Linked DNA regions of Mus musculus: all the other regions are linked to region 1. A link is a contact called in public HiChIP or PLAC-seq and promoter capture Hi-C data. All regions are on one chromosome and are shown on one strand. Each heading gives the region's core, a stretch centred on a gene start, on an enhancer-like site or on the middle of the called end of the contact. The rest is flanking DNA. Distances are from core to core; before and after follow the strand shown. Region 1 holds the start of Tctex1d2 (Tctex1 domain containing 2). Region 2 holds the start of Fyttd1 (forty-two-three domain containing 1). Region 3 holds the start of Pak2 (p21 (RAC1) activated kinase 2). Region 4 holds the start of Cep19 (centrosomal protein 19). Region 5 has its middle 25 kb from the start of Cep19.

Evidence for each region. Promoter capture Hi-C pulls out the DNA fragments that hold promoters and counts their contacts. HiChIP or PLAC-seq counts read pairs in DNA pulled down with a chosen protein or histone mark. Capture Hi-C pulls out chosen DNA fragments and counts their contacts.
Region 2: a contact with region 1 is called in an HNF4G HiChIP or PLAC-seq map of pancreatic cancer cells. The contact joins the promoter of Fyttd1 here to the promoter of Tctex1d2 in region 1. A contact is called at or near these places in 6 of 39 promoter capture datasets (the 3T3-L1 cell line, cranial neural crest, hippocampal neurons and 2 more), 1 of 115 datasets of contacts at active chromatin or transcription factors (pancreatic cancer cells) and 1 of 9 other capture datasets (liver).
Region 3: a promoter capture Hi-C map of neutrophils shows a contact between it and region 1, with 4 times the contacts expected there. The contact joins the promoter of Pak2 here to the promoter of Tctex1d2 in region 1. A contact is called at or near these places in 11 of 39 promoter capture datasets (the C10 cell line, cranial neural crest, embryonic stem cells and 7 more), 1 of 484 Hi-C or Micro-C datasets (embryonic stem cells), 4 of 115 datasets of contacts at active chromatin or transcription factors (embryonic stem cells, extraembryonic endoderm stem cells, large pre-B cells and 1 more) and 1 of 9 other capture datasets (adipose tissue).
Region 4: a promoter capture Hi-C map of adipose tissue shows a contact between it and region 1, with 2.9 times the contacts expected there. The contact joins the promoter of Cep19 here to the promoter of Tctex1d2 in region 1. A contact is called at or near these places in 17 of 39 promoter capture datasets (the 3T3-L1 cell line, 3T3-L1-derived adipocytes, the C10 cell line and 11 more), 1 of 15 datasets of contacts at CTCF or cohesin (the NIH/3T3 cell line), 1 of 484 Hi-C or Micro-C datasets (forebrain), 11 of 115 datasets of contacts at active chromatin or transcription factors (the HPC-7 cell line, the NIH/3T3 cell line, the SCID.adh cell line and 8 more) and 3 of 9 other capture datasets (adipose tissue, liver and pancreatic islet).
Region 5: a contact with region 1 is called in an H3K27ac HiChIP or PLAC-seq map of embryonic stem cells, with 5 read pairs. The contact joins the enhancer-like site here to the promoter of Tctex1d2 in region 1. A contact is called at or near these places in 11 of 39 promoter capture datasets (the 3T3-L1 cell line, 3T3-L1-derived adipocytes, the C10 cell line and 7 more), 1 of 484 Hi-C or Micro-C datasets (cortical neurons) and 5 of 115 datasets of contacts at active chromatin or transcription factors (the HPC-7 cell line, the NIH/3T3 cell line, embryonic midbrain and 2 more).

The regions. Positions count from the first base shown.
Region 1 is chr16:32,418,378-32,421,167 of GRCm38.p6, forward strand. It overlaps Tctex1d2 (Tctex1 domain containing 2), which reads left to right and starts at 1,325. Exons shown (of 5, transcript NM_025329.4): 1 at 1,325-1,550. The coding sequence starts at 1,432.
Region 2 is chr16:32,876,377-32,879,166 of GRCm38.p6, forward strand. Fyttd1 (forty-two-three domain containing 1) reads left to right here and starts at 1,408. Exons shown (of 9, transcript NM_027226.4): 1 at 1,408-1,620. The coding sequence starts at 1,518. It also overlaps a transcript of Rubcn not described here.
Region 3 is chr16:32,077,977-32,080,766 of GRCm38.p6, forward strand. It overlaps Pak2 (p21 (RAC1) activated kinase 2), which reads right to left and starts at 1,366. Exons shown (of 15, transcript NM_177326.3): 1 at 1,112-1,366.
Region 4 is chr16:32,098,440-32,101,229 of GRCm38.p6, forward strand. It overlaps Cep19 (centrosomal protein 19), which reads left to right and starts at 1,350. Exons shown (of 4, transcript NM_025892.3): 1 at 1,350-1,672. It overlaps Pigx (phosphatidylinositol glycan anchor biosynthesis, class X), which reads right to left and starts at 1,288. Exons shown (of 6, transcript NM_024464.3): 1 at 1,031-1,288. The coding sequence starts at 1,130.
Region 5 is chr16:32,123,205-32,125,994 of GRCm38.p6, forward strand. No RefSeq gene overlaps it. Among named protein-coding and RNA genes, the nearest start is that of Cep19, 25 kb to the left of the region's middle. Within about 2 kb of position 1,392, at least 92 of the 459 cell types and tissues checked have an H3K27ac peak or open chromatin away from gene starts, as enhancers often do. A contact at or near this core is called in embryonic stem cells and pre-B cells, where this site is marked.

The sequences.
Region 1 (2,790 bases), core at 75-2,574:
TGCCCCTGCCTACATGGTGCTGGAGTTAAAAGCATGTGCTACCATGCCCGGCTTGCCGCCCCCTCCCCGCCCCCCAACCCCCAGGCTGGGCGGTGATGGCATACGCTTTTAATCCCAACACTTGGGAGGCAGAGGCAGGCAGATTTCTGAGTTCGAGGCCAGCCTGGTCTATAGAGTGAGTTCCAGGACAGCCAGGGCTACACAGAGAAACCCTGTCTCAAAAAAACAAAAAACAGGCTGGTGAGATGGCTCAGTGGGTAAGAGCACCCTACTGCTCTCCCGAAGGTCCGGAGTTCAAATCCCAGCAACCACATGGTGGCTCACAACCATCTGTAACAAGATCTGACTCCCTCTTCTGGACAGCTACGGTGTACTTTCATATAATAAATAAATAAATCTTTAAAAAAACAAAAAACAAAAAGAGAAGAGCCAGAGACATCTGAAATAGTCGAGAGTACAGAGGGAAAGAAGTAGACTTAGAACATAGACAGGAGACTGGATGTGGTCAAGGCTATCTTTCAGGAAAGCCAGCATGTGTTTTGATACCTTCACATAAGCCTGAGTAGGCTTATGTCCCTTCTACCAGAGGTAAGGGAATTGGTCTCACAATTTCCTGAGCAATGCGGGCTTTTATCTCACAGCTAGAAATACTCTACTCCACTTTGAGCTTATATCTGGATATTTGGGCTATCTTTTGTAGTTTAGAGTTTCCTTTGAACCTCACAAGGGGGTAGAGATGGAAAGCATGTTAAGAATATATTGTATAACAAAAATGTAAAATAAAAACAAGCAAACAAAAATGTGTGCTGGGTCTGTTTGGTGGCCAACACCTGTAATCTCAGCATTTAGAAGCCAGAGGCAAGTGGCTCTCTGGGCGTTTGAAACCAGTATGGTCTACAGAGTCAGTTCCAAGACAGTCAAGAGGATTTAGAGAAACCCTGTCTGGAAACAAAGCAAAATTACATATAAATTCTACTTGTTTCCTACTTTTAACTCACAAGTTGTCCAAACCCAGAAGGGACGGTGTGCAGTTGTGACCCAGTAGCGTTCTAGTTCCAGCACCCATAGAACTTGGCACCGATAACTCTGTTATCCCAAACCTGGGGAGATGGAGGCAGGAATTAGAGGCCAGTCTGAGCTATTTGCATCCTGTCTCAAAAAAATAGGAAGAAAAAAAAAAGGAAGTTAGGTCTGGTTTGGTCTGCCTCTCAGTGGCAAGTGGTCGGTTGCCTAACTTCTCTTAAAAAGTCCTGGTCTCGGTTTGGTACTCATTTCCCAGCGGGCTCACGGCCTCCAGCCAGTGCGCAGGCGCAGCGGTGGTCACCACACGTCACGTGTGAGACCCGTTGCCCTAGCGACCTGTGCCGGGATCTTCGGAGCCGCAACCGACCACACTTCCTTCTAGAGATCTGTTGGACCAGACGCAGGGATATGGCTGTGTCCTTCCGCGGCCTGTCCTTATCGGCTCACTCCGAGGGCTTGAGTGAGGTCGACAAGAACTCAGGGGAGCCTGAGAACACCTACATTCTGAGGCCCATTTTCCAGCAAAGGCGCGTAGCAGACAGGGCACGGAGGGCGATGTGGGGATGGGGCCGGGGCTTTTGGATGCGTGAGCTTCCCTAAGGAGACACGGAGAGGGGCCGGGCTGGGGAAGGGATTGGGCGGGTTTATGCATTCCGACGTAGTGATTTCTCCATCACGGAATTCTGCAGTCTGACTAGCAGGTCTTACCGGGAGCCTAAACTGGCGCTGTGGAAGTGGTTGACTTCTTGGAGGCTTTAGGGGGTGCGCACGCGGGACAGGAAAAATAGAAGCTGGAAACAAGCGGCTTACAAGCTGTACTCCTATGGTTACTGTGTGCATACCTGTGCCAGGAAGGATATGCTTACTTCTGGCACCCGACTTGTGTCTTTACAAAGCCCTTTTCATATAGCGTCGATCGCCACCTTAGGTTGCTAGAAGAGGGCGGTCAGTTCAGACTATAGGACATATACATCACTAACTTCATCTTACAAAAGAAAAAAAAAGGTTCGTGTGCTTGTGGGTGTGGCTGAGTGTTTGGGTGTATGCATGCTACTTAGGATCAAGGGATAACTTTGGGGAATTGGTTCTGTTCTGTTCTTGAACTATGTGGATCCTGGAGATTGAACCCAGGTATCAGGTTTGGGTACAAGGCCCTTTACCAGCTAGCCATCTCACTGCGCCCAAGAGAGGATTTTTTTGTCCCCAGGGTATGCAACTGGTTGGTGAAGGGCTGTAGAGATAGCTCAGTCTGTCACTGCTTGCTCTGAAAGCATGAAGACCTGAGTTCAATTCCTGCACCCCTGTAAAAAGTCGTCGTACACTGTAATCCCGGTGATGGGAATTTGGTCCCAGTAATAGAGAAACAAGACTCTAGGACTCCCTGGCTAGCCATCCTGGCTTCATCTGCAAATCCCAGTGAGATACCCTGTCTCAAAATCATGGTGGAGGGCTGGAGATATTTCTCAGTGGTTAACAGCACTGACTACTCCTCCAGAGGCCTGCGGTTGAGTTCCCAGCACCCACATGAAGATCAGATGCTGTCTTCTGGCCTCTGTGGGCAGAGGTTGCATGTGGTACTTAGTCACACATGCAAACAAAATACCCATAGACATAAAATAAGTAAATCCTTAAAAAAAAAACAACCCAACAACAAACAAGGTAGGGGAGAGTGGCTATATTTCCATAGCAGCTTCACGAAGCCGTTTTCACATGAATATAGAAAAATGCATGTTTTGTTACCTCAGTAAATGTTCTAAATATATAGAA
Region 2 (2,790 bases), core at 158-2,657, 460 kb after region 1:
GGCTTGTTTACAGCTTACAGAAATTCACTCACTATTCTTTGCCTCCCGAGTATTGCAATTAAAGGCACTGCAAAACACACCTGGCCCAACTTGACTTTTGAGAATAAGGGATTGTATTTCTCAAATTCTCAATAGAAAATTATACATTTCCTCAAGATAAGACTACTATGATTCATCAAACACCCCAAAACATCATGCTTTTGGATGGAATCACGAATTAAGAGTGGCCTTTTCTTTTAACCATATCGTAAGAAGCATTAGTATGTAGTTTTAAGATGGATCAATAGCTGTCACAATCTTTACTAAAAAGGGTAGATACAATATAACCAGGTCTCAGCTGGTAAAAGTTAGAAAATATGTTATTAATAGATGCAATTGTACATGATATGAAGTGTTTTAAAGTATGGAAGCTCCAAGCAAAAAATAGTAAAATGTGTCACGGCTGTTGAATTTGCAAATCACATGGATTGTGACATTACTAAATTAAATATAGGATAGTGTGGTTTTCAGATTTCTTGGGTCACTACAAAGCTAGCTCAGGTCTCTACTAAAGAAATTTTAGGAAGTGAAGAAAACGGTGGCAGAGATTTCTACACGAACAGAACACTTGACGCTGTTTTTTTTTCCTTAGATGAAAATGCCTGAGATGGTTTTGAGCTGTTATGTGGGGGATGGAATAACAGGCATGCTTCCACGCAGGTGCGTTGTAGAAAATAAAGTAAAAAAAAAAGGGGGGGGGGGAATAACATTTCGTAAAGGGGAAACGAATTATTAAGCTGGAATGGAAACATTAAGTTTTTCTATAAAGACGATTAAGGAAAATATATATATTTCGCCACTCAATTGAGTAATAGAAAAACGCAACCAAATAAACAGAAGTACTTACCCTCCCAAGGGAAGATGAGGTCTTACTAAGGTAGCTAGTACCGTGCCAAATGTTTATAGAGTGCCAACTGAGACAAGGCACAGATACATTAGCATTTACTTTTATTGTTAAGGTGACTCAAGAACTGTCACTGCAGCCTTTGCTATCAGACGTGGCAACTCAGGGACAGGGGAGCTGGGACCCATCGCTGCAATCTCGGCTCGCAGGGGTCTGTCCAGCCTCCGTAGGCTGCACTGCAGAGGGGCGTGCCGGGCCTTTCCGCAGCAGGACGGGCCGGAACAGCAGGGCCAGGCTAGTCGTTCAGACTCGGTTTCGGAGGCGCTGCCAATGGTGTGGACCGTCGAGGCGCTAGGACAGCCGCTATTCCCGGCGCCCTGGGCTGAGGCTCCAGGACGGCGCCCCGCACCGGTAAGGGCCGCTAGGCGCCAGTTTCGCGTGGGCCGCTCTAGCCGCCCGCAGCTCGTCTCGGTAGTCCCTCTCCCCCGCCCGCTGCTGGGAGGTGGGAGGGCGAGGACGCCGCCGGCGCGCGTGCGCGCTCTGCGCTGCAGCTAGTCTGCGTGCGTGAGTGGGAGGCGGCGGGCCTGCGACTCTGGCCTTCCCGGCTGACTGCTCCGACGCCGCAACCCCAGTCATGAACCGGTTTGGCACCCGGTTGGTAGGAGCCACGGCGACCCCGCCGCCGCCACCGAAAGCACGAAGCAATGAGAACCTGGACAAAATCGATATGTCCCTGGGTGAGAGACCAGGGTGGCCGCGTCGTGGTGGGGGGAGGGGGCGGGAGGCACGGTGGGGGAAGGGGCGGTTGACCGCGGTTGCCTGTCCGGTTTGGTCGCGCGTGGGCGGAACCGGCGAGGACCCCCCCCCCCCGATGGGACGGGAGCGACCCCGGTGTGTCCCACCCCCGGGGGTAGGGAGGGGTCGTAACAAGGACTGGCCGGGCCCGGCGGTCCGCAGGGTCCGTAGCTGCTGTCTTCTTTCCCCGCAGGACGGAGTCTCTTGGGCTACCCGGGCCGGCGTGTGCTCACCCACCCGGGGCTTTTCCTTTTAAAGGGTCTTAGAACCAGCCTGGGGCTGCAACTGACTAAAGCCAGCAACCGCGAGAATAGCTTGTCTGGTGTGAATGCCCAGAAGTGCGCTGGGCACGGGCGATTTCCAACCGGCGCCTCCCCTGGGAACGCCGGGGGTCCCGGACGCGGTCCCTGAACGGCCGCTCGGAGGGGTCGTTAAGCGTGAACCGTATTACTGAGTTTGATTAGGTGTTTACTGAAGCGTGTTCTCTAGCACGGTTTCAAAGTTAGCCAGTTGGGGGTGGGGAGGGAGAGATGTACGCAGATTGATAAAATGTCAGGTAGAACATGGGGTCCCGTGTACATAAAAAGGATGCCGTGGTTTGCTGATGATTATGTAAGAAAAGCATGAGGATTGTTTTTTATTTTCGAAAAAAAAAATAATTCCAATCCAACAGTATGAGGGCTTCTGTTTGGTTTGGCTTAGCAAATCCAAAAGTAATTCCTTCTTTTCTTTTCTTTTTTTTTCTTTTGTAGAGTCAAGTTATGTATGGTACTGGATAGAATCAGTGCTCTCTTTCTTTTTCCTCTTTCCGGGTCTCTTCTCACCACACTGCCCCTCTTGGATATTTTAAAATACCTGAATACTGAACTTGTGTTTCTTTTCTAATGGAAGGCTATCCTGGGCCTCAGAAGCCCAGGGACCATACAGCTGAAGAGGGGAGCAGGTGTCCCAGTGGAAGGGCATCCTGAGACACTGGTGCCCAGGAACCACACAGCTCTGAAAGGAAACCTTCGCAGCTCCCAGGGGAGGGTATTCCCAGCTGAGCTGAGGAGCTCAAGAGTCTCAGACCTACTCCACTTGTTTGCTTCTCTTCATTGCTTCTTGGCTTCTTA
Region 3 (2,790 bases), core at 116-2,615, 340 kb before region 1:
CAGAGCTTCTGGCAAAGTTGACGTGCCCTAACCTGTTTTAAAAATTACTACTCACTGCCTTCATCCCAACCTAATTTTATTCATACTATTCTTTTGGATAGCTCTACCAAAAAAAAAAAAAAAAAAATCCCCAGAGCAAATTCTTGTGTATTTATTTCAATATCCTGCCTACTTTATAAGAGCGGAAGAGTCGAATACAGCAGGGGAAAAACGTGACGTGCACAACCTTCACCCAAAACACAGCTCAGCTCGTCGTTGTCTAATTTTGGGCCTAACCGGTTTGGTTGTCTTTTTTTAAAAGGTTAGAAACGAAAAGCTGGAAAATCTACAGGTCACTTGTAAAGAAGAACCTGGCGGCTATCGATGGGAGTTGGTGATTTGTCAAAGAGGAAACAAATCTCACTTCCACTCTACCTAGTTCTATTAAGACAGGGGATGGAGAGAGCCTCCTTCCCATCAAGCCACAATGGCAATTATTTAACACACTTCTGTCTTGGACGACTTGATCTAGAACTAATCAAAAGGCTGAGTCCATTAAGTTATTTGCAGCAACTTTTTTTTTTTCTTGTGAGGGCGCGCGTGTTTCAGACAGCCAAACATGGTGAAAAGCCAACCTCAGCCCAAGTTAACCTTAAGAAGCAAATATTCACCTCCTGGCTAAAGATCAAGCAAAAACCGTAAGATCCTTAACTTCTGTTCTTAAACGCAGGCTCCCAGAGCCCGGCAAAAACTTTTTCCTAATGTGGAGGAGGAGGAAGAGTTTACACACTGAACTTAAGGAGCTCGCGACAGGATTCCCGAGCGACGAGACTGCAGAGAACGCAGCTGGTAAAGGAGGGAACATCCAGGAACAAACCCGAGTCGTCCGGTGCAGCGCCGGCGGGAGAGAAGGGCAAGGACGGCCGGAGTGGCCAGGGTCCCCACAGCCCAGCAAGCTTCCTCTCGGCCGAAGCTTAGAGCCAGGGCGCAGACAATGAGCCACCGCCCGGAGCCGCGGGCCCGCCCGCAGGTGCTGGCGTCCCGGGCCGCTGGGCCCAGGCCGCGGAGGCGGGAGGAGGGCGGCGGCTCGGCCCGGCCCGGCCCGGCCCGGGCGAGCGGCAACCGCACTTACCAGAGAGGAAAGGTCTCCGCCCGACCCAGGGCGGGCTGCTTGGCCGACGCGGGCGAGCACTGCGCTGGGGCGCTGAGAGGGAGGAGGGCAGGGCGGAGGGGAGCGGCGCGGGGCGCGGCCGTCGCTACCGAGGCCGTGAGGCGCAGAACCCCTTGGGCCAGGGAGGGGAGGGCAGGAGCCTTCGGCAATGGCGACGGCCCGGGCCGGAGGGGAAGCGGAACAACCGCTGCCGCTGCGCGTGGCCACAACCCTGGGGGAGGGCGGCGGCGGGGGCGCGGGGCGGGGCCGTAAGACAGCCCCGCCCTGAAAGTGGCGTCATGACCCGAGGGGCGGGCTTTCACAGGGCGGCTGGGAACCGTAGTCTAGTCATCTGTTAGGGAGACTCAGGACAGTGGGCGTTACAGAGAAAACCTGTCCCTCATTTATCAGCATTCTGCATTGTCTGCAGTTACGGTTTACCTACTGACAAAGCTGACGGAGAACAGCTGATCCAAACATATTTGTGTGTAGAGGGTCTTTGTTTCTGAGAATGTATCCATTCACCAATTGGTGTTTTGTGGGGAGGGATGGCTTTTCGAGTCCTGGCTGTCCTGGAACTCACTCTGTAGTCCAGGCTGACTTTGAACTAGAGATCCTCCTGCTTCTGCCTCCTGAAGAGGTACTGCCCAGCTCACTTTGTTTTTTGGTTTGGTTTGGTTTGGTTTGGTTTTTTGGAGGCAGGGTTTCTCTGTATAGCCCTGGCTGTCCTGGAACTCACTTTGAAGACCAGGCTGGCCTCGATTAAAGGAATGCGACGCCACCGCTTTTTTTTTTCCTACAAATTTAACCAGATTAAGTTGAATCAGATTATGCTGCTAAATTAGGTCCTCCCTCTTTGCAAAACAAAGATTTTTTTATTTTTCTGTATTTTATCAATGGAGGAGTTAATTCATGTATTCTTATTCCACAACTATGTCAATATCTAATATCTACAAAAGACCATTTAGGTACCAGAAATGAACATGCTTCACCTAGTCTTTGTAAAGGTTAAAAACATGAAAACGGTGGTGGCGCACGCCTTTAATCCCAGAACTCGGGAGGCAGAGGCAGGCAGATTTCTGAGTTCGAGGCCAGACTGGTCTACAGAGTGAGTTCCAGGAAAGCCAGGGCTATACAGAGAAACCCTGTCTCAGAAAAAAAACAACCAAAAAAACGTATGAAAACATAAAAACCAAAACACTGATACCTGTTACAAGGTGGGGAAAAAGCTGAGGGATTACCGTGGACAGAGTGGACAGAGAAGGTGGCAGTTAAAACAGAAAAAGGAACTCGGAAGAACTGAGGGGAAAGGATTACAAGTAGGAAGAGGATTGCCACGGTCAGTGAGAGATGAAGGCTAGGCTCACAACCAAAACCACAAGACTTATGTAGCTGCACCTTGGTGTAAGATGGGTATATTAGAAAGTACTGTAGTAGTTGGGCGAGGTGGCATACTCCTTTAATCCTAGCACTTGGGAGGCAGAGGCAGGCGAATTTCTGAGTTCGAGGCCAGCCTGGTCTACAAAGTGAGTTTCAGGACCGCCAGGACTATATAGAGAGAAACCCTGTCTCGAAAAGAAAAAAAAAGTACTGTAGTACAAGATATGATGAAGCAAACCTGTAATTCCAGCACTCAGGTGGCTGAGGTAAGATGAGGAATT
Region 4 (2,790 bases), core at 100-2,599, 320 kb before region 1:
GCAGAAATCTTCATAAAATGATTCACTAAAACTATTATTACTCAGTGACTAAAAGTTCAAGACTGGTGAGATGGCACCACCTTTGGTTCCAGCACTCAGTTTGGTCTACATACCAAGTTCCAAGAAAGACCATTTCTCAAGTATCAAATATTAAGAAACAAACAAACCCTAAAGGTTCAGTAGCCAGGTACCCTGCTCTAAAACACTGGCAAGAAATGTGTGGGAAGAACATTAAAATAAGAGTGTGAATCACTGATAAACCTGTTACTCAGCAACATGAAGCCAGGAGAATAAGCAGTTGGGAGACGCTTGAGGGTCCTACAATATAAAAGCGAGTCAACAGTTGCTGGGGGCAAACTGCAGAGAAAAAGAGATGGGAGGGGGGAAACTAGTGTTAGGACTGAAGAGCTGTCTGGAAGTCGCTTAGTGAGCTCCAGGGTTGCAGTTTTCAGGACTCACCCATTTTATCTTTCTACTGATGCAGCTTCTTTTGAGTTATCCTTGCTTCTAGTAAGTAGCCCCTCACCCATATTTCTAATAGTAGCCCCAATTAAAAAAAAAAAATCATTGGTTTACCAAACTGGACACTGGTACAAAGGTTACCTTTCTGGAGTGAGCAGGTTGTGCGTGTGTGCGTGCGTGCGTGTGTCCCTGGGAAGTATGTCACACAACACATCACCTCACCCCTTCTCCCATACATGCTGTTTGGGCATTCTCACACTTCGCTGGATGCCGAGGGTTCACTGCCTCTCAGGCAGCACAAGGCATCTTCAGGGGAACCATAAGCACCCCAAGATACTTCGTGGCTTGCTGTACTTGTTTCGTACTTGGGTCACAGCGTGGCCAGTCCCGCCTTGGAAAGACAAAGCCCGGCTCTGAAGCCCGGGATGGGACCCCCAGCAAAGATCACAAGGAGGGAAGGGCGCACAGGGCCTTTGTTGCTAACTTCCTCCGGCCTCGGGTACCCCAGGCGCCGCGGGTGCTCCCCACCTCCGCCCCAGCTCCGCACACACTCGCTCAGCCCCCTGACCTTTACCAGCGCTGAAAGGGGCGTCGCTGAAGTCCGCGGCGAGCCTGCCGACCAGCCAGGCTGCCCAAAGGAGCAGCCAGGCCACAGCGCCGGCAGCCAGGACGCCGGAGCCCGACGCCCGAAAGGGGCGCTCGGGGCAAGCTGCGGTCACCGAAGGAATCTGAGCACGCTGAGCGCGCGCTCACCTTTCCCGATGACCCGAACAGAACTCGGCTAACACTTCCACCCTAGGATCTCCCTACAACTCCAGGTTCCGGAGAGGCCAGCCCCCTGGCCCCGCCCCTCGTCATCCCGGCCGGGGCGGGGCGAGAGGCTGCGCAAGCGCAAATTGAGAGCCTTCTGTTGCCTTGGGAACGATCCTCGGGGCGCCTAGGTGGGCCCTTGGACCGGGCGAGCTGCCTTAGGACCGCACTCCCCGCGCTCAGCCCCGCTTCCTGCCCACAACCGGATGCGTGCGGGCTGAGCCCCCTGCCTCTGAGTTCACCCCATGGTTATTCCTGTAGGCTATGGCTATCGCCGTTTCCTGCAGCGTCAGGCTCCACCTCGCCTCAAAGTCGACCTAAGCTCCTCTGTGCAGTGCAGTAGGATGGAAACCACCCCCTCACTGCTGTTCAGATGTGCACTTCCTGTACTTCTTCAAGGGTAAGTAGGGTCGCCTTGCATTGGTGAGGACATGAATCGGGACCTCAGTATTCCCTTCGGTGTTGTGGGGAACAAATCTCTAGTAGGAAAAGTATATCAGGTAAAAATACATTAGGTAAATGTAATGTCATTCCTCCCAGTGCGTTAGCTGACCTAGTGCTGGTGCTGAACGGCAGGCAGGTTATGGGGTCTCGAAAGTGGGAGGATAGTGTAATATAGCACTACAAACATGCTATTAAGAAATATGGACAAAAACAAAAAAAAAAAAAGGCCAGGTAGTGGTGGTGTATGCTTTTAATCTCAGCACCCGGGAAGTAGAGGCGGTCAGATCTCTGAGTTTGAGGCCAGCCTGGTCTACAGAGTGAATCCAGGGCAGCGAGAGCTTCACAGAAAATCCTGACTTGAAACAACAACAACAATAATAATAATAAATTAAAAGGAAAACTCTTTAGTGAAGACCTTACGTTATTATCGACTCTATTCACAAGTGTGGCCCTTTGCTTATGTTTGTAGACCATATAGTGTCTGGAAAGTTTACTGACATCACACTCTAGTGAGGTGAACTGGGAATAGTGTCTGGGCATTGGCTCAGATCAAAGGCAAAGCCCAGCAATGTGAAAGGCAGCACTTTATTATGGTTGACCTCATAGGAGTAAAAATCTCACATCTGTCAGTAGGGTGAGAATACAGACTGTGATCCTATATGATAAATCTACCTAGCAACCATAAAATTTGCATTTAATACAGGAAACCGTATGTATGAGATAAAACTAAACTGTAGTCTATATATGTATTTATATTTATGCATATATGTATGTGACATACATATAGCTAGAAAAAAGAATAGAAGTTAGATGAACATTTCATTTTCTCTTTCTCTCACTTTTATTCCTATTTTTCTTTTTTTTTTAAGATTTATTTATTTATTATATGTAAGTACACTGTAGCTGTCTTCAGACACACCAGAAGAGGGCGTCAGATCTCATTACGGATGGTTGTGAGCCACCATGTGGTTGCTGGGATTTGAACTCAGGACCTTCAGAAGAGCAGTTGGTGCTCTTAATCACTGAGCCATCCCGCCAGCCCTAAGCAATTCTTGTAATTAAGTGTACTTTGCC
Region 5 (2,790 bases), core at 142-2,641, 300 kb before region 1:
AAAGGCATGTGCCACCATAACTGACTGGTAATTCATATTTTCCACTTGATAAATAGAAAAGTTTTAAGGATAGTACAGAAAATTCCTTACCTAGTTTGTTTCTGTAATACATTTGTCAAATCTGAAAAACAGCATCCATGTACTGTTAACTGCATTGGTTAACCCCAGCATAAACTAGATTTTACCAGAGTTTCACTAGGGACTTGTTCAGAATCTAATCCAGAATACTATATTGCATTTAGTTTAGTTTCTGTCTTTCCTTGTTCTTTATGACCATGATAAATGTAAGAACTATTGATCTGATAGTTTATAGAACACCTCAGTTTGGAGTTATTTTATGTTTTTCTTATGACTAGTCTCTGTTAGAAATCAGCAGTGCTGGACTGTGGTCACATACATCTTTGATCCCAGAGCTCAGGAGGCAAAGGCAGATCCCAGAACACCCTCAAGGCCAGCCTGATCTACAGAGTGACTTCCATGACATCCAAGGCTACACAGAGAAACCTTGACTTAAGAAAACAAAACACTCCCAAGAGATTTATTTTCATTATTTATTTGAGTGTGTGCATGTGTGTGTTCATGCATGTATAGGCCAGAAGAAGGCAGGAGATCCCCTTGGAGCTGGAATTACAGGCTGTTGTGAGGTGCCTGTGTGTGGGTGCTAGGAATCTGATTCAGGGCTCCCTGGATGAGCAGGATGCACTCAGCTACAGAGCTGTCCCTCTCCTGCCTGCCTTTCTCTTTTAACATTCTGTTCTTTTTTGTTTGTTTGTTTTTGTTTTTGTTTTTGTTTTTCGAGACAGGGTTTCTCTGTGTAGCCCTGGCTGTCCTGGAACTCACTTTGTAGACCAGACTGGCCTCAAACTCAGAAATCTGCCTGCCTCTGCCTCCCGAGTGCTGGGATTAAAGGTGTGCGCCACCACGCCCAGACTAATATTCTGTTCTTTTGAAACGAGTCATTAACTCCAGCCCTGTACTTAGGAAACTGAGGAAGCTGGGTGGAGGAGGGGAGCGGGAAGGGGTCAAACTTCACCTCAAGGGCATTGTCTACATTACCAAAATTCTGTAAAGAAGATTTCCCCCTCACATTTAAAAACTTACTTATATAATGTAAATGGACACAGCGGAAAGCACAGGCGAGTGAAGACTAGGTCTAAGGGTGAAGAGGCCATGGTCTGGTATCAGGATAAACTGCTATTGTTTAACTTCTTTATGATTCAGAGAACTTGGACTCAGATACCTGTGTGATGACTAAATCTGTGACAGTTTGGTGTTCTGTGTCACCCAGCTTTGGAACCGAAAATAAAAAGAGGCAACTGTGTTACATTACGAAGCAAATGCACAGATCACACAGGAACAGAAACTGACGCCTCTCTGGGGACCTCACTGATTAAGAAATCTCAAGGGACAGAAGAGGGACGACATTACTACACACACCTTCCCTGCTATTGCCCACATACGACAGAGTACCTCAGCCAGCACAAGTCAGTTCTTGGCTCTCAAGGATGCTGAGGAGTCAAACAGTGCAGGGACCAGAGATGCAGACAAGGAGAGAGGATTTATAAGTGACAACCAATAAGAAAACCAAACAAAGGAAGCCCCAGCCCCAAGCTGTGTGTATCCCCAGAGCTAAGCAGCACTTGGCACAGAGCTGGAGATGGGAACTGTAGATGTTTCCTGAGTGAGTGAGTGGCCATTTCCTCCTTGGCAAACACAGAAGGGCAAGGAATCAAGGGTATTTCCGTGTGTTCACACATAAAATAAGCTGAAATAACGAATGCATGCTCCTAAAGGTTGATGCGCCTCAGGCTCATGCCGCTGAAATCACAGAAGACCCCGTGTCTCATGTAACCCTCAGGTTTGAGGATGTGCGGGTGGGCTGACGAAGCGATTTCTCTAAAACACCACTTGACCGATATCAAGAAACCCGTGGGCTGTTCCCTTTGTTATGCTCAGTAACATCTAATCTTTCTTTAGCCCTGTCCTCTCTGCTTGATGTCCTTTGATTTGGGAACTCAGGAAGGGGAATTCCAGCCCATCTGGGAGGCACTTAAGACGGGGGAGGGGGGTTGGGGGGTCCATTTAAAAAAATCCATTTTTCTACTCTTAGCCCCTTAGTCCTGAAATGACGACTCTGAGACTAATTATTTATAATTAGATGACTTTGCCTTAAGCTCACAGAGTAGCTCATAAGTTATTGAACCCATTCAAACTATTCTATGTCTTCCACATGGTTAGCTATCGCTCCTTCAGTCCCAACCTACTTCTTCCTCAGTGTCTCCCTACAGTGTCTCTCCATGAGACTCTTTATTCTCTATTTCCCAGAATTCTCTCTCTTCCTTCCAGTGTCCCACCTCCTGGTTCCTGTCTCAGCTCATTGGCTATCAGCTTTTTTTATTGACAGGTGTCGCCTGTAAGACAGTCTCTCTACATTCCATGCTGGTGATTCTGTCATAGGTGGATCCTGGAACTCTCACAGAAGGGTAGGGCTCAGACCCATCGGATGGGTCTCAAGTGTACTGAACTTGTCAGCAGGATGCAGTTTCTTGTTGAGCTAGATAAACCTCTTAAGAAGTTTGAGAAGCAAGATCATCTAGGTGTTCCCACACACTGGGAAGCTCACAGTATGTACAGAAGATAAAAATAGTAAGTATAGACAGTAAGACTAGCCAGGTATGCAAGCTATAGCTGTAATCCCAGCATCCAGCAAGCTGAGGCAGGAAGATTGCTGCCTGTCAAGGCTATAATAATTCCAGACTAGCCTGCACTAAAGTGTGAGGTCCTGTCCTG